2 separate regions of the Neogale vison genome follow, and region 2 is linked to region 1. A link is a contact called in public Hi-C data. All regions are on one chromosome and are shown on one strand. The core of a region is the stretch at or near the end of the contact, and the rest is flanking DNA. Distances in the headings are between cores, read along the strand shown. Region 1 has its middle 68 kb from the start of TOB1. Region 2 holds the start of TOB1 (protein Tob1).

Region 1 (4,555 bases), core at 1,127-3,626:
GGGAAGCAGGCTCCCTGCTGAGCAGAGAGCCAGATTCGGGTCTTGATCCCAGGACCCTGAGATCATGACCTGAAGGCAAAGGCTTAATAACCACTGAGCCACCCAGGCGCCCTGAGAGGGTCCTTTTTGAACAGAGCAGGAGTGAGGGCCGGTCCTGGATCCTGGACAAGGATCACTTTCCTTAGCTATCAAGGCTGTTGTGAGGCAGGGATGATGACTCTTGGACCAGGGCTGCTCACCAAGGGTACAGTCAACCCCGGGGGCAGGTAACTCTGCTGTGTGGTCGGGGCCGTGCTGTGGGGTATTTAGCAGCGTCCGTGATGTCTACCCACTAGATGCCAGTAGCTCAGGCACACACCCCAGTTGCGACAACCAGAAATGGCTCCTGGCGTTGCCAAATGTCTCAGGAGCAGAGCCGGCCCCCCTGGAGAGCAACTGTCTGACAGGGTACGTGGGTCCAGAGGCTGGAGGACAGGCCCACGTTTGAATCTGGATGCTCTGCTTTTCCTGCAGCCTCAGTCTCCTTTGAAAATCTCTCTACCAGGGGCGCCTGGGTGGCTCAGTTGGTTAAGCATCTGCCTCGGGCTCAGGTCATGGTCCGGGGTCCCGGAATCGAGTCCCGCCTCGGGCTCCCTGCTCAGCAGGGAGCCTGCTCGTCCTCTGTCAGCAGCTCCTCCTGCTTGTGCTCTCTCTCTGGTGCTCAAGTAAATAAATAGAGGTGGGGTGAGTGTGAGAGAGGGACCTGAGGGCAGCGCAGTTGCAGGGGGAGGTACCAGCTGGGTGGCCCCGACCCTGCATGGCTGGCTGCCCAGAGGCGGGCAGGCGGCTGTGCCAGGCCAGTGTGCGTGGCCTCACTCACCACCTTGCAGATGGGTCACCCTGAGTCACAGCCACTGGATGTGACCCGGAGTTGTCTCATTCCAGAAGGTGTCTGCTGTGGCCGAATGACCATGTCACTTACCCAGGTAGACCGGCCCCAAAGGCCCTCGGATGGGACCAATGCCTTCAGGAGGGGGCCTTTGGTTCTGGGTTCTAGAATGTGATGATGGAGGCCACGGTAGAGAAGCTTCTAGACTCCAGGAACTTCCACTCCCCCTGCTCTGTAGCATGTGGTAAAGACACCTGGAATGCAACACCCAACGGTAGCTCACATTCCAGCTCTCTGGCCTTGGTTTTTCTGAACAGAGGCCTGAGACTGAAAAAGGGCCTGTGATCATTGACGTGCACTGAGCATGTCCTGTATGACAGGGTCTTTGTGTCCCTCCTGTCACAGAATTCATGCAATGCTCCATGAAGTAGGCGCTTTGATTACTATCCTTGTTTTACAGCCGAGGAAGCTGAGCTCAGAGAAGTTAAGTAACTTGCGCAAGGTCACACAGCGAGTAAGCAGAGGGGGCTGGGCGCATACCCAGCTCCGACCCAGCCGCATGGTTGAGGACAGCGGTTGCATAGGTGAGAGCCCAGCTGACTGGGTAGTGGCCGTGAGTATCAAGGATGGGAAGAGGGACGGCAGAGTGAGGAGGGGCGGGACCTGGCTCCCAGTCCAGTGTGGGCAGGAGTGGAAGATGACTCGCAGGTTTGGAGCCCCAGGGACTGGGAGGGTGGCAGTGCTATTAATAGACACAGGGAAGGCAGGAGGAGGGGCCGGTTTAGGGCTAGATGATCGTGCATTCTTAGAAGCTGATTTGCTAACAGCGGGACATTTAGGGCGAGATCCAGTGCAATGAGGAAAATTCAGCACATACAAAAATACCGCCAAACGCCAGCAACCCCCTTACCAAAACTGAACCACCAGAGTCCCCAGCCCTGTGCTGAGGCGGCCGAGCCTGGGTCTGCGGTAGCCTTGTCCGAGGCCCAAGTTCAAGTCTCACACTGACCGCTGGGGGTCACCCCTGGCGCACAAAGCACGGTGCTGCTGGGGCGGGCCTGTAATAGGGTCCATCTAGGGGAACATCGCAGGCTGCCCCTGGCCAGGAAGGCAGAGGTTTCCTCTTGTTTTAGGGGTGGGGGGGGCACACAAGACACTGAGCTGCTCCTCCTCCCCAGGCTCCCACACATGTGGCAACACCATTTCACCGGAATTTCTGTTAACAGCCCCCCTACCCCCACCCCTCCCCCACCCCACCCCCACCCCCAGCAAGTTCCGCTGACCTTAGAACCATAGGAGGGGAGGCAACAGAGCCCCCTTCCCCGAGCAAGCCTCGAGTGCCGGCTCTCAGGGTCCAGTCCCGAGGGATACCTTGTCCAGGGCGCTGGGGGCCAGCGACCTCAGGCAGTGGAGCCCATCGGGAGCAGGAGCCCAGCTGTTCCCAATCGCATAGCTCCCCTGACATTTGCGTCAGCAGCTCTGCCCTTTGACCTTTAATTCCCGGGAGTGGAGGGTGGAGGCAGCTTTGGTGATCAGGACTAATTATTTGCAATTCGATTCAACTAGCAGTTTATTGGGGTTTGGCCTGGCTGCCTACCTTCCAGACGGCCTCCCACACCCCCAGGTTTACGGCCTTGGCCTCCTTGGGAAGCTGGGAAGAACAGAAGGCCGAGCCGGTCCACCTGGGAGCCACCCGGGGTTCTTCTGGTCTCCCCCTCCTGGGAGCAGCCTGTGGGCAGTGACGCTTATAAAAGTGCTTTGAGACCCCCCCCCCAACGATAGAGGAGGTGTCCCATGCACACGGCCAGCTCGGCTAGGTGTCCCCTTGGGCCAGCCTCCACTCCGGTCCGGGCTTGTTGGGACACGTCCCAGGGTGGGTTGGCCAGGCCAGGAGAGCGCTGGCCTTGCAGCTGTCCTGTTAGTGGGTGCAGGGCTAGGAAGGGAAGGGAGCGGGGCTCCCCAGGTCCCGGGGCTACTGTCGGTATCCAGTATCCCTCTATATTTGTCCTCTTGGAGAGGCAGGCGGCCAACCGGACCCATGACGTCTTCTCCCGGGGCCTGGGCTATTTTGGAGTCAGCCTTGGGGGGATGGGGAGGAGGGTGGGGTGGGTTTAAGGGAACATTTCCTCCTGGCTCCAGGTCAGAGAAGAGGCGGAGGTTGTGTGGCATGGAGAACCGGTCCTGAGACCTTTCTCAGAATTCCCTGTGCAGCTACAGAGATGGTCCTGGGCTCAGCTTCCTGGGGTTGCCGGGCTCTGGGGCCTCGCGAGGGCTGTCGGGGCAGGAACCCCAGCCTCTTCTCCCCGTGGCTTTTTCCAGCCGTTTCAGACATCCTCCCTCAGTTAAGAAACAACTTTCTCCATGCCAGGTCTCACCTAGGAGCAGAGCTAGGTCGGTGGCTCCCAACTGTCCTGTTTCTCAGCGCACCAACATTTCCAGAAAAAAACTTAGGACCAGACGTGGTCACCAGGTCCATATGTTGCTGAGTTAAGGACAATAAAAGGAAATGTCAGAGGAAAGGTCTTTTTGAACACGCGCACGCGTGTGCTCACACACACCATTGAACACAGCACAAGTGAAAGGGCCGCATTTCACATCGTGGGTCTCCCTCTGTGAAAACCTCACTGCATTGTCCTTGTCTTTCTCACTTTGCCACGGGTGGATGAGAACATGACAACCCTGTCGATGGGCTCATATTCCAAGAAGGACGGGTCCCTTGCAGTCCCTGCCTGGGCCCAAGGCCTGGGGCAGCAAAGGACCCCCTCTATATCCTCTCCCACTCTCTCGTGGAGCAGCAACCCCCAGCCCCAGTATTTGCAGGAGGGGAGGCTGGGGAGCAGTGTGGTCACTGTGCCAGTTTCTGGAGCAGCAGGGCCCTGGAGACGTCAGCCCGCCGTTGCCGCACTGCTTTGAACCGGACTTGGACAGGGGCTCAGAGCCCACGTCCTGGCCTGTGATCTGAGACGAGTCGCTGAAGCTCCCCCTCGAGCTTCCATTTCTTGTTCTGTAAAGTGGGTATATTGGCTCCTCATCACAAGGCCAGTGGGATGAAGTGAGAGAGTGTGAAAGTATTTTGTGGCCTATAAAGCTTGGGCAGGGGCGGTTATTATTATACGAGAAACTAGTAAATGGCTGAAGAAAGGGCACCCCGAGAGCTGATCTCAGCTTCTGGGTGCAAAGACAGTGCTCGCATCCACCCCCAGGTCTGTGATCTTGGGGCCCCTCCAGCCCCACAAAGGAGCCAAGCAAGCCTGATCCCCGTGAGTCAAGGCAGCCTGGACTGCCTGACATAGGGCCCGGCCCCTGGCCTGTGCTCAAAGGGGCTGCCCTTTGCAAAGGCTTCTGTTTACTTGTGGTGGCCCCCGCATGGTTACAGATGTCCGTCACCCCCTAAATTGGAGAGAAGTCCGTGGAGGGCCTCCCCAGGAAGGAGGCCCTCTGGGGAGGACTAGGGAGCATTGGGACTGAGGACTCAGAGAAAGCCCAACACCTAAGCTTCAAGGCATCCTGGTGTAGATCTAGTGGACGCCCCCTGGCCCACTGCCCGTTTCTGGGAGATGGAGCAGGAAACACACCAACCATGTCCCGGGCCAGCACGACCCCTCCCCTGAGCTGGGCGGCTTCAGACATGGCCCTTTGCCTCTGGAAGCCTGTGCCTTCATCTGCAAAATAGTGAGTCCCTAACTC
Region 2 (4,696 bases), core at 1,834-4,333, 68 kb after region 1:
TTTCAGTGACTATTAGTTGCCCACAAAGAGGAATTCCTATTGTTGTGATAGCACTCAGAGCCTCATATCAATGCTTTTTTTCCCTCCATAAGTCAAAATAATCATTTGGCAATCCAGTCCCCTGTGCAGTTTCAAAGTAAATGTGAAATAGTAACAAGTCATCAAGGGGCCTTTAAAGATTAAAACTTGGATAAAGGGAGTTTTATCCCTTGTGACTTGGAAGGATATGACTCTGGTTTCCCTTTTATTTGCAATCTATATCTTTAAAACAACTACATTGTTTACCTTAGGGGCACTGAGTTTTAAACGTGGGATTTTTTAATTGAAAGAGATATTAGAGATTATATAATCCAACCCCTTTTTGTAGGTGAGAGAACTGAAGGTTGATAGAAATGGATAAAATTCAGATCTTCCAACACCTGCCCTTCAGATGACATGGGGCCTCTGTGTGTTTGTGTGTGTGTGTATGTGTGTGTGTGTGTGTGTGTTTATATTTGTTTTGAAACATTCTCATACCCTTGGACTAAGCTGCAATAACTCACGCATTTTTGACGTCTAAATTTTTTTTAAAAAATTCAATTTAACGCTATTGCTAATTAATCAGAACCTATCAGATGTCTGCTCTTGAATTTTAAGCCTGAGATTATAGAGTGGGGATGTTCAGAAAAGAGAATTTGTGCCTTCCCTTTGAGAATTTGTGGAAAGTATAGATAAGGTTGACAAAATTACAATTCATCTATCTTTGGTTAGACATTTTAATCTCAGCTGAGCCTAATATACTCCTCTAATTATAGTGATATACTTTCCAAATTACAAATCAAGACACATGGCCAGACACAAGGTCCTGCAAAGCTGAGTGTTTGGTACAGCAAATATTATTTGCCTAATGCTAAGAGAAATTATGCCTTGGGGCACAGGAAAGATGAAATGTTTCTCTTGATAGGCCATTCCCAAAATATCCTATCTTTCTTCTTGTAACTTCTGCCCTCAACTAATTATAAAATTAAAAATAACTCATTTTTTAATAACAAATGGAGTGGATATTCATTTTAGAAAACAAACAAACAAAAAAACGACTGAGCAAAAAGTAGTAAACACTGAAAGAATATATCTTGATGCAGAGAAACATTTAACTTAAAATGTTTCCAAAAATAAAATAAAATAAAACACATCCACACTTTCGCAATCAAATCCCACTTTTCCTTGTTACAAAAAAAAAATCCAAAGACTAAAAAAATCGGAATTTGAAGAGTCTTTGAGTAAAACTTGAATGTTCTTAAAGCACGCCACCTGAGCTTTAGGAATCCGTGCAATAAACCTGAAATCGGCCACCTGACCACTCCCACCCTCAACCCATCGCACACACCCTTCCCTCCTCCTCCCGCACACATCGGGGACATTAGATATATCCTCTGTTGATTGGGTTCCTTCTAAAGGGGAACAGGGGGAGGGGGCGGAGGCACGAGGGCATGAAAGGGTGGAGAAAAAGGCTACGATCGGATCTCGCATCCCTAAAGCGCAAAGCCTCTAGGCCTAACACCTACAGCGGGTGCGTGTGCAATAAGCACAGCTGGTCTACACAGCCGGCTCCGCGGACACCCTACTCCGCGGGGAGTTGCTTATAACTTCCTTATAGCAGGTTGACAGTGCAGGCCCCACAGTTTTAAGAGGAAGGCGGAGCCCCAACTGGTGTTTTTCCAGGAAGTTCTTCTGGAGTGCAGAGCAAAGGGAGGAGAAGGCCTGCGCTGGGCGTTTCATTCATTGCTCCTCTCTTTACCCTTCCACCCTTCCCTCCCCTTAGACTTTCTCTCCCCTTTCCCCTTGCGCGTTTGACGTCGGTCTCCTGGATACCAGACAGCCAATCGCCTAGCTGCTACGGGAGAAGCGCGACCAATCAGGCGTCGTTGCTACCTGTGAGCAATATTTTTAGCAGAGAGGGACGCTCGGTTCCACGCCCATGCAACTTCGTGTCTTTCTCCGCCGCAGGTTGTGGGAAGGGGCGCTTACCGGCCTCCCTTGAGTCCCTCTCGTTCCGCGCTCCCTATTTACCCGCTCATAGTTCAACCGAAGAGCATCCTAAACGCACCTTACAGGAAGGCACCGTGTATATTGTGTGTATTGATGGTAAAGGACACTTGAAATACACGCATGTATATATACACTTAGATACGTACGCAATTTGGCACGGAGGCCTAGGCTAGGACATTGGGAACAAAACGTGGTTCTTCTTACAGTCTCAGGCCACACCCACGTCCAAGTTGCTGCCGGGTCGCACGGGGAGGTTGTGATGTGGGATGCGGAGGCAGTTAAACTGTCACCCAGGCGGGAGGTGTGGCCAGGTGGAGTCCCTTCCCCACCCCCAGCCTAGCACGGCCGCTTTGGGTTCTGCTGTTGCCAATCTCTGGGTGGCAGTTGGCCTAGGCCCCGGAGGTGATTAATATTCAATTAACCGGGTGCACGAGTCCCTGTCACACAGTTCGCCCTTTCTCTCGGCTCTCCCGGGTGCACTGGAGGCCGATTTGGTAGCTCGTCCACGAGTGGGATTTTCCTGGGCCACAGTCCCACTCGGGTAGGGCATTTTTTGTAAACTGTCCCCTCCCTCTCGAGGCCTCGGGCTCTTCTCCCCGCCGCTCCGCCACCTGCCTCTCTCCCCTCCCCCCTTCTCTCTGGGGCTCTCCTCCAAGACCAAGCGTCAGGCGCCCCACCCACCACCGTCGCCCTCACTGGCACTTCTCTCCTCCAGTCCCTTTCCTAGTTTTCTCTTAGTCCCGCCCACAGTGCCTCCAGGACGTCGGTTCATTGGCCGTTAGGGAGCCCGAGAGGTGTGGCCTTACGTACGGGGCCCTCCACCGCCCGTCGGGACATGGGCAGGCGGGACCTGACCAATGGCGTCGAGGGGCAGGGCAGGGGCGGAGCCGCCGCGGAGGGTCTGGGGTGAGGGGCGGGAGGGCGGGGAATGGTTACGCGGCCCCGAGCTGTGTGACGCGAGGCGGGCGCGCGCGCACCCCTACGGGAGGGGATGGGGGCGGGGAGGAGACTATAAAACGAGAGGCGGGGCGCGCGCCGCGGCAGAAGGAGCGAAGCTCTGGCCCGGCGCGCAGTGGTCGTAGTACGGGGATGCTGGGCCGGGCACCGGGCTGTGTGGAGAAGTGAGCGCGCTCGCCTGACCTGTCCCCGTCACCCCGAGCCCCAGGGGGCGAGTTCCCGAGGCCCGCGCCGAGGCCCCTGTCCTCCGCCCGGCGACGCCGTCTTGCATTCAGCCTGCTGGCCGCTGCCGATCCTCCCGAGCCCCCGCCCTGCCGCCCCTTCTCCCCCGCCCCGCGGCCGGCTCTGTGGTGGAAGCAGCCCGTAAGTATCGAGGGGCGGCGGGCGGGGTCCGGGGACCGAGGGGCTCCGGCGGCGTTGAGCCCCGGGCCCTCGGGGACGGCGGATTCGCGGCCCGGGCGCAGAGAGGAGCGGCTCCGAGGGGAGCGGCTCCGAGGGGCCCCAGTGCGCCCGGGACCTGGAGGCGGGGCCGGCAGGCGCGTCGGGCTCGGCCGGGGCCGGGAGGGTAAACGGGGAAGGGCTGCCTTGGCCGAGCTGACCGGGAACCGGGGGTCGGGGCGCCGGGGAGGAGCGGCGAGCTCGAGGGAGACCGCGGGGTCCGCGGGGCTGGTGGCCGCCGGGACCGAAAAGGGTGCGGGGGAGCCGGTGCTCCCCGGGCTCTGGCCGGGTCCCAGGAGCCTCGGGCGGGGGGCGGGAGCGGGAGCGGCGGGTCAGGTTACGGCGGGGGGAGGGGAGCGGCGGGCGCCCCGACCTGCCCGGTGCCCGGCCCCGAGTAGTTGCTTTGCCATTTCTCGTGGCCTTCCTCCTCCTCCTCCTCCTCCTTTTTGGAGGAGACTTGTACTCTCCTCTCCGTCTCCTCCTCCTCCTCCGCCTCCTCCTCCTCCTCCTCCTCTCGCTGCTGCTGCTCCAGCGCTTGGGCTCCGAGGGCTGTGAGCAGAAATCTAATGAGACCCAACTGGCTGTTTATGTAATTCTTCACACTCCTGTCTTAAGGCGTTGCTTTGAAACTACCTTCGGCGGAGCCTGAATTTCGCTCGGTTGCACCGTCAAGCGTTTTGGCTTAATCAGCTGCCTCTGCCGGCGCTCAGGCTTCGAGCTTGCAAAGTGTAGTTTGAGGGCAGCCAGGGATCCTTTTCCCTTTGTCACCACGAATATGGAAAATGAAACAGATGGATTAATACCAACTTGATTTTTAAAACGTCCTTGTAAATCAACCTCAGTGTACAAATAGATCCCTTTTGCAAATATCTTCTGTTTGCCCTTGATCTTTTCTTATCCCCACCCAGTGCTGATCCAGCAAACGTTTAAAGGTCGACCTTATCGTACAAGCCTCTCCGGCGGTCCTCTTATCGTGAAGGAGGGAGGTGGTTTTGAAAATCAGAATAGAACTCAGAAACCCTGGCCTTTAAAGAGAAGAATCAATAGAGTTTTGAAATTAATTGTTGCCTTTGTTACATTTGCTGCCAAAGAGGTATTTTCTGATTTTGAAAAATAATAGACACTGAAAAGAAGAGAGAAGCTCGATTATTACATTGTATGCCCTTACATGTGTATTTAAGACGGCAGCTATGTAGGATAATTTGGTTCATAATTATCCTTCACTAGGATGGCAATTCATTTAGCATTTAGTATTTTTAATTTTAGCATCATG

What was found. Hi-C and Micro-C count contacts between places; a contact is called where the count stands out from the background.
Region 2: a contact with region 1 is called in a Hi-C map of fibroblasts, with 10 times the contacts expected there. The contact joins the promoter of TOB1 here to the enhancer-like site in region 1. A contact is called at or near these places in 3 of 3 Hi-C or Micro-C datasets (fibroblasts, muscle and tongue).

Annotation. Positions count from the first base shown.
Region 1 is chr5:45,004,080-45,008,634 of ASM_NN_V1, forward strand. No RefSeq gene overlaps it. Among named protein-coding and RNA genes, the nearest start is that of TOB1, 68 kb to the right of the region's middle. Within about 2 kb of position 2,377, the one cell type or tissue checked has open chromatin away from gene starts, as enhancers often do. A contact at or near this core is called in fibroblasts, where this site is marked.
Region 2 is chr5:45,070,995-45,075,690 of ASM_NN_V1, forward strand. It overlaps TOB1 (protein Tob1), which reads left to right and starts at 3,084. Exons shown (of 2, transcript XM_044248670.1): 1 at 3,084-3,348.